Regions from separate parts of the Mus musculus genome. Here region 1 is linked to region 2. Evidence: chromatin contacts called from public Hi-C data. All regions are on one chromosome and are shown on one strand. The core of a region is the stretch at or near the end of the contact, and the rest is flanking DNA. Distances in the headings are between cores, read along the strand shown.

Region 1 (6,262 bases), core at 1,140-3,639, 200 kb after region 2:
TACAGTACCTTCTCCAGAAAGTTGGTTACCCAGATCTTTTGCATCATCTTTGTTACCATTGCTTTAGTCTGTTATCTTTATCCCTTCTATATAATATATAGAACATCTTCACAAGAATTATCCAGTCCAGTCTAGTATCAGTGACACTATGCTTAGACCATGTTTGTCAGCAGTGACACTGATACTAGACTGGACTGGATAATTCTTGTGAAGATGTTCTATATATTATAGAGTTTTACAGCATTTCTGGATCCTGTGCAATACCGCTATCACCTGTTCCCAATTGGGACCAAAGAGTCCCCCAAAAACTGCCCACTGTCCCTGGCAAGAATGAAAATTGGCTTCTCTCTGTCCCATGAGAACCTCTGCTTCAGACCATCACCATGTCACTACTGAATTACTGAAATAAACCTCAACACACACTATTTTCTTCCCCTTCTCTCTAATTCCCCCTGCATATTATGGGCATCCCCATTCTTTTAAGCACACCTTCTAACCCCATCTTGTCCTAGCATCCTATTGAGAATTGGATTTCCCAACCTGTTTAGCAGACAAGGCATTGCAATTCACCAGGGTGATTTGTCTACTGCTGAATATTAGATGAGACAAAGATTCAAATCCAGGGTCTCACTCAACTTTAAAACCAACTGCTTAAAATAAGCAACATACTTATTCTTGTACTAAAAAGAAGGTAAGTGTTTCTCTAATGAACGACCATCCCTTAGGTGGTGTACATGAACGGCACTCACCTCCAGGTCTCAACTCCGTAGACACTTCCCACTACACACATTTTTATCCTTTCCATGAGCCTGCCTCCTTCTTCTTTATTCTTTCTCTTGCACATGTGGGAAGAGCATGTGTGCATCCATGTGGATATGTGAACAGGTGTGTGCAGGCCAGAGGTTGACAATCATTGTCATTTTCTTGAGACAGGATCTCTAACTGAACATACCATTCCCTGATCTGAGCAGGCTGAATGGCCAATGAGCTCAACTTGTGTCCCCTCCACCAACCACTGAACCAGAAGTAGAGGTCACAGAGGTTCTTAGCGGGTTCTGGGGATCTAAACTCAAGTCCTCAGTCTTGTACAGCAGGCACTTTCCCAATGGGGCCATTTCCTGAGCCCCTCATCTGTGTCTTCTGGGATTTGCCTTACGTTTTCTTCCCTGCCTAGAAAACATCTTGTCTAATATTTCTCTCTGTTCTCCCAAGATCTTGTCTATGGTACTTCATTCCCTGTGATGGGTACTTCTCTCTGTTAATATCTACATATGTCACCACTATGTCCCTCATCATACCTCAGCTATTGTGTAATGTATTTTCCCTCCTGGTCGAACTTGTTAATGGATCTACCATTTAGCTAATTGTGTGACCCTGGGAAAGTCATGGAATCATTCCATGGTTCAACTTAGAACATCCATTGTCAACTTCTAGCCTGAACATACTTGTTCATACAGCCACATAAATTCACACATGCACTTCCCACAAGAAAAAAAATAAAGTGAAAAGAGTCAGGCTTGTGGAGTGTTCACAACATTTGTAATATGGATATAATGACACAGGCACTTGTTTATATTTCCCTGGCTTAGCATGGTGACCCCTATCATGGAGCAAAGATTGCTGAGGTAACCCACAGAACTCCTTGGCTATACAGTTATGATAATGAAGGAACAAATAAAAACAATAATAATATAAAAATTACAATGAGAGCTATATCTATGGTAATAGTGAAGTTTTTCATCTTCCTTTATAGAAGGCATGGAGGAAGGTAAGCATTCCCCGATCTGAGATTCCTTTGTGGCTGCCTCCTGTCTCTCAGCTACACTTGCTCTTTGGAAGTCTTAGAGTTTGCAAAGGTTAAAGGATGGCAGAGGGTGGGTCTCTGGTGATGTAACTGTCATGAGTCATCTCCTCCATGGGGTGGGAACTTGGTGATGCAGCTGCTTTTGAGTCATATTTACTAAGTAACCTTTCCCCCAATAAACTCACTGCTTCCCACGCTGGACTTGGGTGGACTCACTGGTTTATTGGTGCATTGTGGTTAGCAAACACTTCCCTCACATCTCCCCAGGAAAAGCTGATTGACAGTACACAGTGGAATGTCGGGCAGAAGTGAATACTATGCATGCTGTAGACACTTTTTAACTGACTTTCAGAAATGTAGAATTTTCCTGACATGTAGTAAATTAAAAAAAAAAATCATCAACTGAACAATTGAACATTTCATTGTACCTTCCAGAGTCATTTCTCACTTAAAGTTTAAATATGCTGAGGTCTCATGCATGTTCTTATCAACGAGACAAGGAGCTCAGCCAAGAGTCACTATTAGATAAAACCTACAATAGGGAAAATGCTCACGCCAGGAGTGCTGGTGAGTCAGGGCAGGGTCATGAATCTTTCAATGCTGTCTTTGGTACCATAGAACTAAGGCCTGTGGGCTTCAGGGCTACTGCCATGGAGAACCCTCCAAAGCAGATCTAGGCAACCGTTTCCTTCCCTGACCGTGTGGACAACTCTGTCTCTCCTTTTGATTCTTTTGATGTTTTCCCATCCTTTCTCCTTATTTCCTAAGAACTACTTTTCTCTTTTTGATTTTTTTGTCCCTCTTCTTAAGTTGATCTTTTTCTGAAGTCCTTTTAACAAGTCTCAAAGTACTAAAACAATATATTAAGGAAACAAATAATTTGCAGCTCCAAATTGAAAGAAAATTGTGTGAGCGCTACAATAAACAACATCAAACTACTTAGCAAATTACTTGGAGGAGCAATTGGCTTGATGGAACAATAAGCTTGGTCCATCAGAAAAAAAAAATACTTCCTAACTAAAATTTTAAATTTCTAAATTTTTCCTTGAAGACCATGTGTATAAATATCCTTAGTATTATTATCTAACATGTATTAAACTCTCCATTGGCGCAGCATAACAAATTTTAAGAATCAGCAATACTTAAATGCAAATCAGAGCATTTAAATATTACATAGATCTATCCCTTACAGAACGGCTTGAAATTTCTGAGTAGAAGAGTGAAGATTGTACTGTTTTAAAAGACCTTCTTATGAACATTTACAGAGCTAGAGGGCAGAGGAATTTATTACAACTTTCTTGGGAATAATAATTCTTCACTTTTAGATCCTATTGTAATTGAAGTCTTGTCTGGTATTAGTGCAACTTAGAATTTTAAATATATAACAAGTTATTTATTAGACATTCTGCAAATAATTTCTGTAACTAAATTATCTTTAAAGCAAATGTTTGTCAGCATAAAGATAAAATCATTTTCAGTCACAAAAACTCATTTTCGGGACACAATGAAAGCAGTGGTAAGAGAAAAACTCATAGCTCTAAGTGTCTCCAAAAAGAAACTGGAGAGAGCTTACACTAGCAGCTTGACAGCACACCTGAAAGCTCTAGAACAAAAAGAAGCAAATTCACCCAAGAGGAGTAGACAGCAGGAAATAATCAAACTCGGGGCTGAAATCAACAGAATAGAAACAAAAGAACTGTACAAAGAATCAACCAAACCAGGTGCTGGTTCTTTTGGAAAATCAACAAGATAGATGAACCCTTAGCCAGACTAACCAGAGGGCACAGAGACAGTGTCCAAGTGAACAAAATCAGAAATGAAAAGGGAGACATAACAATGTAATATATCTTAAAATAATTATTCTGTTTGTTGAATATTAACAGTTGAAAATAGTAAAATCTTGTTCTACCAAAAAAAAAAATTGAAAAATCCAGGCAGACAGTTGTGGCACATGCCTTTAAGCTCAGCACCGGGGTGGCAGAGGCAGAGGTGTCTAATTCTAGGGCTTTCTTTCTTTAAATATTTTGTTCATTGATCTTTTCTTCTGCAGTATCTAACTTTCTGTGATCCCGTTGAGCAGAATTCATTAACAGACTTCACATCTCACCTCTGTAAGTTCTGTTTGAGTCCTTATAAATATAAAGACCTCCTCTGTCTACAAAGAGTGTGTGTTTTCCTGTAATTAATGGAACTTATGTACTGTGCTTGCTACAGATGTCTCAGCACTGTCTAACCCCTTCATTTCTGCTTTCTAAATGTTTAGTTATCCATTGTACGTTCCTACTTCTAGGCCTGCCTAGGATACTATTGAATGTTTCAGTTTATTATCTTCTTGCAAAGAGGGTTGAACTTTATTTTATTTGACAATTAAATTACACATGAACTAATTAGTGTGGTGTGCTATTTCAATTAGAACAGATTTTAAAAAGAAAAAAATACAAAAACAAAACAACAACAACAAAACCCCAACTCATTGTCAGAGACAGGTTCACAAGAGGAAAGTATAACAGATTTATTTGGTCAAATTTTTGCATATTATGAGGATTTCCAGAAATGAAAGTTCAAAGACCTTTGGAAAACCGTTCTGTTGCTTAGGCTTGATGAAGCATGAAAAGTCAGGCAGAAATGTGACAATTCGAGACAAAATGCACCATGTGAGAGTAATAGCTTGCAGAAGGACAATCACTGAGGCCTGCCTTCAGTGTGGCACTTTGTGGTTACTTTGTCATGCTGTGATCAAAGACTGTGACAAAGGCAACTCACTGGAGAAGGGGCTTCTCTGGATTTGCAGTCCCATTAGGAAACAGTGTGTCCTAGTGAAGAAGGCATAGTGAAAGGGGCAGGAAGCTCACTGGTCACTTCCCATCCTCACTCAGAAAGAGGAAAGCAAGCAGCAAGTGGAGACCACTCAAGTGTTCGTCCCCAGTGGCCCACTTCCTCCATTAACGCTTCACCTCCTAAAAATTCTACAACCTTCCCAAAGGGCACCGTCAGCTGGGGACAAACATGCAAACATAAGAGAGGATGGAGGACACTTTTCCATTCCAGCCACAAGCATCCCTTCCTTCTAGGTGCAGGGCAGACTTTGCGTGGAACAGGGCTCATGACTTACTATCAGGTCAGATGGTTTCTTTCCAACCACCTTCTACCAGAGTGGTGGGGGGAAGCTTAAAATAGTATTTCTGGGTTTTGTGGCTTGCGTTGGGGAAGAGGGATTTCATTTCTATGAGGTAATGTAGGGTATTTCTGGATTCTATGATCTGCTTCAGGGAGGTAAGGAGGAAGGTAGTGGGTAGAGAAGGTCAGAGGAGAACTTAGCTCTGAGGCATTCTGGTCCCCTTTAATTCAGAGTACTTCAAAGTGCCACCACTCTGGGTATAATTTTGTGAGCCACAACACAAGCGTGAAGTTAGATAAAATAGGCTTTATTCCTCATAATTAAGCACGGCCTTTCTTCTAGTTAGAGGAGCGGGAAGCATACTGTCCATTATGATTTCAAAAATAAGAATTTTTTATGATTTTAGGGAGCTGAACCATATCTTTTTATGGGTTCTAGATTAGTGTTCTTTTCTCTTTAAAATATTTCAGTTTAGCTAGTATTTTGACAATCATAAGATTTATATATTTTTCCCCGTTACTATAAATACACGATCGTGGGTTAAAATAAAATTATATATAATGTAGAGTACTATAGTTTAAATATAGATGTCTTTTTAAAAAAATTATGTAGATAATCGACATCAGAGAGGCTTCATCCAGCCACGGATGGAAACAGATGCAGAGATCCACAGCCAAACATTAGGCAGAGCTTGAGGAATCCTGAAGAAGAGGGGGAAGAAGGAGTCCTAGGGGTCAAGGACACCACAAGAAAGCCCCCCCCCCCCAAATCAACTAACCTGGACTCATAGGGACTTCAGAGACTAAACAGGCAATTAGGGAGCCTCCAAGGGTCTAACCTAGGTCCCTGCTTATTGTATGTATTGTGTAGCTTGGTCTTCTTGGGGAAATTAACAGTGGGAATGAGGACTGTCTGAGTCTTTCGACTCCTTTTGGAACCAATTTCTTCCTACTGAGTTGCTTTATCCAGCCTTAATTCAAGGGGAGGTGCCTAGTCTTACTGCAACTTGATATCCCATGTTTGGTTGATATCTGGGGTGGGGGGCATGCTGCCCTTTTCAGAAAGGAAATGAGAAGGATTGGGTGGAGGACGGGTACTGGGGGGAGTCAGGAAAGGAAACTGTGGTAAGGGATGCAACGTAGGAGAGAAGAATAAAGTAATAAAAATTGTGTAGATGATGTACTTGAATGTGATAATATTTAAGAAGGATTTTAAAGTGCAATTTTCCCCCTCATTAAAGGGATTGGTGTCCCTATAAAGGCTGTATCTCTTCTGTATTCGTATGCCTTCCGTATGAAGACAAGATATTTACCCTCCATCAGGTGAGGACACAGCAAGAT
Region 2 (6,404 bases), core at 3,544-6,043:
CTGCTCACTCTGGGCATTAAGGAAGTTAACTTCCAACTATACAGTTCAGCCATACATTCTCATTTCTGAATCAAACCTCTTCTCTTCATTTCAGACTTCTTATTTCACATGGATCTCTGTGGTACCACCGACTACTTATTACCTTCTCAGTTTTCAAAGACATCTAAATTCTTTCCTGCTCAAAGATAGTATTTTGATATTTTCCTCAATCTTGTTCTTTCCTTATTTTAAACACTTTCTTTTTCATTGTTATCCATTCTGTTACCAAAATATTGATTTTCTGTCAGCAATATTGCTAGAATCTATATAACTCTTCATCACCTTGGTTCCCAGTTTAAACTACCAACATAAATGTTACTTCAAAATTTGGCAACTCACCTATTTTGTCCATTCACAGAACAACCTTTCTACATCACTCATCCATTATGAATTTTAAAAGTACGTTTATATTGATTTAGTGTAATTGTGTATATCTGCATGAATTTTTGTGAACTGCATATGTGTAGGAGCTCATGGAGGCCAGAAGAGGGCACTAGATCCACTGAGGTTAACTACAGACTGTTGTGAACTGACCGATATGTGTGCTGGAAACTCACCTTGGGGCTTCTAGAACACTGAGCAATCTTAAAGTTCTTAGCTATCTCTCCAGTCCCTCTTCCCAAGAAGCTGTTTAATGACAAGTAAATGCAAGACTCTTGACAAAGGTCACACTCCTTGTCAAGTAGCCCTATTTACAATTTCTTTCTGTTTGCTTGTTTTCTGCCCATTCAAGTTTTAGGGGATGGCTAACAGCTCCTGAATGTTGCTGTCCTTATCCTTATGATTGAAATCATATTGAACCCATCAAATGGATACACCTTTGGGGTTCTTGGCAGATGCTAACAGTCCTTTTGGCCTACCTAAGAGAACTTCATCTCTCTAGGTATCTGTATCCCTGCTGTATCTATGTGAGTGACTCAGGGAAAGATGGTTGATATATTTAGCTGTAGTATCTGCTGTGTACTATTATACACATTCTCTTCCTGCATATCACAAGAACTGAAGCTGGAGGACACTTGGGGCAAAACATTTCTCTACTGACCATTCCGTTGTATGTGATGGCTACAAGGCTGAGGTTGTTCTAGTCACATTGCTTCACAGCTAAAGAAGTGTTTTCCTCTCTTCTTTTCTGCAAGTCTTGAACAAAGAGGTTGCTTGTCTCAGCTGTGACTCATGTCTATTTTGCAAACATGTGGGGAATCAGCCTGAAGACAAAGCTAACCTAGAAAAGATGACAAGGAACACTGAAGACAAAGATCACATCATCCCGGATTCCCGCCCCATAAACAAGGGTTGCTGGAACATGACACTATCTGACAGGATTCTTCTTTTCTGCTGCATATCATCTCCCACCTGTTTTGGTTTTTGTGATAGATGACATTACTGTGTGACAGCCATAGTACAAAGTATAAAAAAGTATGAGCAAGGTACCAATATTATCCTCACTGTACATAAGAGGAAGCTAAGCCTTTAAGAGTTCATTAATTAGTAGTGGCTAAATAGTTGGTAAGGTTGGTAAGTGCTCCAGCTGTCATCCAAATGTGGATCCACCTGACTCTAGCCTTCATCCTTCAGCATCCACGGGGCTTAGTTTGACTAAGTCACCTTCAAGACAGCTATGGCATGATTTCCTTCCTAACTTAGGCCAAGTAACTGAAGTCTTGTCAGAATCCTACTGCTGCTGCTTCTATCTTCCATCTCCTACCTTTTTCCCTTCCTTCAGTTTCAGTGCTGAAGATCCGCTCAGAGCTTGCTTATGCTAAGCATGCTCTAGCCACTAAGCTACACTCTTCATATTTTAAAAAAGATTCTATTTCTCCCCCACTCCCCGTTTGTGTGTGTGTGAGTGTGTGTGCGCGCATGTGCCCATGGAAGCCAGAAGAGGGTGTAGAGGTTCCTCAGAGCTGGAGTTATAGGCAACTGTGTGTGGGTATTAAGAACTCAACTATGGGAAGAGACAGGAGAGAAGTCCAGAGGGCAAGGAGAATGAATAGAAATATGTAGCAGTGGAGAATGGGGAACAGGGGTTGGGGGGACCACTAGAAAATCCCAGACACCAGGGAAGTGAGAGATTCCCAGGACTCAACGGGGATGACGTTAACCGAAATACCCAACTGAGGGGAGATCGAACCCGAAGAGACCACCTTCAGTAGATAGGCATGCCCCTCCCCCAGTTGAGGGATGGGGCCACCTACCCATCACAAAATATTTACCCCAGAATTGTCCCTGTTTAAAGGAGCAGAGAACGAAGGAAAGGCCATCCAGAGGCCCCCCACCGTGGGATCTATCCCATCTGCAGACACCAAACACTGACACTATTGTGGATGCCAAGAATTGCTCACAGTGTGACTGTCCTCTGAGAGGATCCGCAAGCATCTGATTAAGACAGATGCAGATACTCAGCCAACCATCGAACTGAGCAGGGCGACCCCAATGGGTGAATTAGGGAAAGGGTTTGCAACCCAATAGGAAGAACAATAATATCAACCAACCAGACCCCCCACCCCACCCCCAAGAGCTCCCAGGGACTAAACCACCAACCATAGAGCACACATGGAGGGACCCATGGCTCCAGATGCGTATGAGGCAGAGGATGGCCTTGTCAGACATCAAGCGAATGAGAGGCTCTTGGTCCTGTGGAGGCTTGACGCCCCAGGATAGGGGGATGCTAGAGCAGTGAGGCAGGAGTGAGTGGGTGGGTAGGTGGGGGAACACCCTCTTAGGGGCAAAGGGGGGAGGGGATGGGATGGGAGGCTTGCAGAGGGGAGTAGAGGAGGGGGCATTTGAAATGTAAATAAAATAACCAATTAATAATAACAATAATAATAAAAGAACTCAACTAAGATCCTCTTCTAGAGAAATCAGTGCTCTTAAGCACTGATCCATCTCTCCAGTAACGTTCCTATTGAAGAAGCAGTTCTTTTTTTTTTTTTTTAAATATTTATTTATTTATCAAATGTAAGTACACTGTAGCTGTCTTCAGACACTCCAGAAGACAACATCAGATTGTGATCCACCATGTGGTTGCTGGGATTTGAACTCAGGACCTTTAGAAGAGCAGTCAGCGCTCTTAACCGCTGAGCCATCTCACCAGCCCTGAAGAAGCAGTTCTAAGGTGTCCTTTTAATAGCCAATAGTATGTTGAATTATGGACTTCAGTGTTGAAGAGTAACATTTTATATATATATATATATATATATATATATATATATATATATATATATATGTGTGTGTGTGTGTGTGTGTGTGTGTATGTGTACATACATACATACATACACACACACACACACACACACATATATATACTCAAAATGCATAAAAGACAGACAGTGTTTGAAGATAAGATTTCTGTTCACCAGAGTCTGAAGGAGTTAACTTACGTAAGACACAGCAAGGTTGGGAGCAATATTAAAGATCTAAGGTCAAGGCCTGGGAATCTGACTTGTGGGTGACTTACTGAGAGCAATATACCAATGTCACCTAAGTAATTAATAAGTGGGTTATTATTTTGAGACAGGATCCTGCTAGGTGGCTCAAGCTGAACTAAAGCTTGGTATTCTGACCCCCCCACTTCATACTGCCTCAGCTCCCCAAGTGCTGGGATTAAGACTGTAGGCCACCACGCCCAGCTCCAGAGTTATGTTTTTATTAGAAGTCTTAAAAAAAAACCCTCATTACTGTATTATGAAATCAGTCGATACGACGCTGGAGACCTTCATCTGCTCTTTCCTGATTTTGTGACTTCATATAACAGAGATACCTCTCAGATGAGCTGGACTGAATGTCCAGAATTATAGTTTTTAACGTTCAGTTTAGGATTTTGATATGACAGTTGGTCTCCAGCCACAGTTCATGCCTGTTCTCTTGGCTTTGGAGAAAGTGGGTTTTAAGGAGTTAAAAGGAGAAAACAAGAGTCTCTGCTGGCTGCTCTGAGATGACAAAATCAGATAGGTATTTGACAGAAAGAACTTCAAAGCCACGTCCAGTGGCAGCATTGGCCCTAATACAATGGCGTGACCATTTACTAGCACTTTTTCAAACACGGACAGAAATGAAGAGCTCAGAATGTGGAAATGGAGACTCCCAGCAACGTGCTTCAGGGTCTCAGAAATCAGGGCATGCACAGGAGAGCTGCTTTGGACACCTCTCCTTCCTTTTACACTCCCACTTAGCTTTCCTTTTAAGTGTCAAGTGAAGCAGGTGGTGGACCTGTCATTTTGACATTCCTCTGCAAATTAATTAGGCTTTGAGAGCATAGGTCAGCTCTGCCACGCAGGGGAGCTTCAGCTCCGGGATTCTGGCAGGAGTTCAAGAGGAGTGTTATTGCTTTGAACTCACTTGTTAGCCGTGCAAAATAAACACTATCCACCTTGCAATAAAAAAAAAAAAAAGCATCGGCAGGAGAGAAAAAGAGAACGTTCTAAACCCCTCCCTTGAGCCTCCAAACCCCTGGGCTGTGGCTGCTAAATTAGGACACGAAAAATCAGGCCCGCTTGTGAAAAGAAAAAAAAAAGGGGGGTGGGGGTGGGGGGAAAAGCCATCTTACAACAAACACCCAAAAATTAACGATCGCTGAGAACTACTGATATTTTCATGATCCGAAGCGGACTGAGAGTCGGAGAGTTCACGGATGCGTCCCGGCGCTCCTGTAGAATGTTTCCTGGCTAATTATTTGCCACTACCACTGTTCACTTCCTGTGGTGGATTTATGCTAAATCCTGTTATTAGTCTTGCTCTGCAGTTGCCATTGTCTCTGAGTAGAGGCAAGCCTGAAAGGGTGCAGTCAGCCCTTTATTACGCAACATGTGAATGGGGATTTGACCCAATGTCCGACCACTTCCCCGCTTCAGTTTTTATGTGAGCTTGCTGAGCCTTCCCCAATAAATCACCAGGTTACAGTGAACTTTTACTCTTTTTTTCTCTCTTTTAACTCCACTGTGTGTGTGTGTGTGTGTGTGTGTGTGTGTGTGTGTGTGTGTGTGTGACAGAGAGAGAGAAAGAGAGAGAGAACTAATGCACACACATTCACTTAAAAGATAACATAATTCCATTGCCTTTTCAGACAGTAGGTAAAAACCTATACCCAATTTCTACTGTTCTTCCTCCCCAAAATATGTAGAACCACATTTGATGCCTTCATCTCATCCTATGATTTAATAACTTATATTTAAACAACAATTTTAAACAAATGTGATGTGCAAACGGCCCGAATACCTGTGGGAAAAGCTAATATTCCTGACAAAATCCAGCTGAGTTCTTGAGCCCTTTAACGGAACGTGGTATCATCTTAAACACAACTTTTCCTTTAAGTAAAACTAGCACAAGTATTGTCTCTTTAATCAAAGTATTCTATTCTAAATCTTTAAACTACATTATAATGTTTAATGAGAATATTTCCACCATGTTTATGAGTATCTCAGATTTAAACATTAAATACTAAAAATTATCATTTTTAAAAGCCATGAACTTGTGTTAGATAAAAATAAGATAATGATAGACGCTTCAGTTTTAGCTTAAATATTCCATTATTTTGCCTCTAATGACTTTATAAACACACCTGTGATTCCGGTGTGAATGTTTTAAAACTCTATCAGATTATAGCTATGAATATTCACAGTAGTGAAACTACAGACTATAAATTCCTCTCTCACAGATTTTTTTCTAATATGCACATAAACAGTTACTATTTAAGTCTTTGAAAATCTTATTTCCATTAACTGCAAATCTTGTTTGTTTTGCCATTTTTTTTTCTGCCATAAGTCTTATGAGGAATGTTCATCTAGAAACACTCAGATATTGGGATACATGTTCAGCTGAATGAATTTAAATTATAAAATAGACATTAATATGGGTAGGTAAACTAGTTACATTAACCAAACTCTGGAATACTGGTGGTGCTGGCTTGGGTAAGCATGGCATTTGTAAGCTCATATGCTTGGAGACTTGATTCTCTCTTGGTGGAACGGTTCCGGGAGGATTAGCAGGTTTGGCCTCCTTAGAGGAGCTATGTCACTGGGAAAAAGTCTTGAGGTTCCAAAAGACTTGTGCCATTCCCAGTGTGCCTCTCTCTTTCCTGCTTGTAGATCTAGATATGTGGTCTCAGCTATGCTTACATCATGCCTTGCTCTGCCATCAAATTCTAGCCCTCTAGAAATCATTAGCCCAATTAAACACTTGTTCATATAGGTTGCCTTGATCATAATGTTTTGTCAAAGCTATGGAAAACTAGCTAAGTCAGAAGTTGGTGCTAGGAAGTGGACTATTGTATGACAAACCTCCCTGTGGCCATTTGAGAAGAATGTGTAAGACCATGGGACTTTGGCCAGGAAAAGCTGTTGAATGCTGTAAGTGGAGCTTATGGGTCA

Evidence for each region. Hi-C and Micro-C count contacts between places; a contact is called where the count stands out from the background.
Region 1: a contact with region 2 is called in a Hi-C map of muscle stem cells, with 2.1 times the contacts expected there. The contact joins two enhancer-like sites. A contact is called at or near these places in 4 of 39 promoter capture datasets (embryonic stem cells, liver, pre-B cells and 1 more), 6 of 484 Hi-C or Micro-C datasets (embryonic fibroblasts, embryonic stem cells, liver and 3 more), 4 of 115 datasets of contacts at active chromatin or transcription factors (bone marrow-derived dendritic cells, bone marrow-derived macrophages, a colorectal cancer cell line and 1 more) and 1 of 9 other capture datasets (embryonic stem cells).

Annotation. Positions count from the first base shown.
Region 1 is chr14:105,611,683-105,617,944 of GRCm38.p6, reverse strand. No RefSeq gene overlaps it. Among named protein-coding and RNA genes, the nearest start is that of Mir6390, 9.0 kb to the left of the region's middle. Within about 2 kb of position 2,389, at least 59 of the 459 cell types and tissues checked have an H3K27ac peak or open chromatin away from gene starts, as enhancers often do. A contact at or near this core is called in muscle stem cells and pancreatic cancer cells, where this site is marked.
Region 2 is chr14:105,813,855-105,820,258 of GRCm38.p6, reverse strand. No RefSeq gene overlaps it. Among named protein-coding and RNA genes, the nearest start is that of Gm41239, 5.8 kb to the left of the region's middle. Within about 2 kb of position 4,793, at least 62 of the 459 cell types and tissues checked have an H3K27ac peak or open chromatin away from gene starts, as enhancers often do. A contact at or near this core is called in muscle stem cells and pancreatic cancer cells, where this site is marked.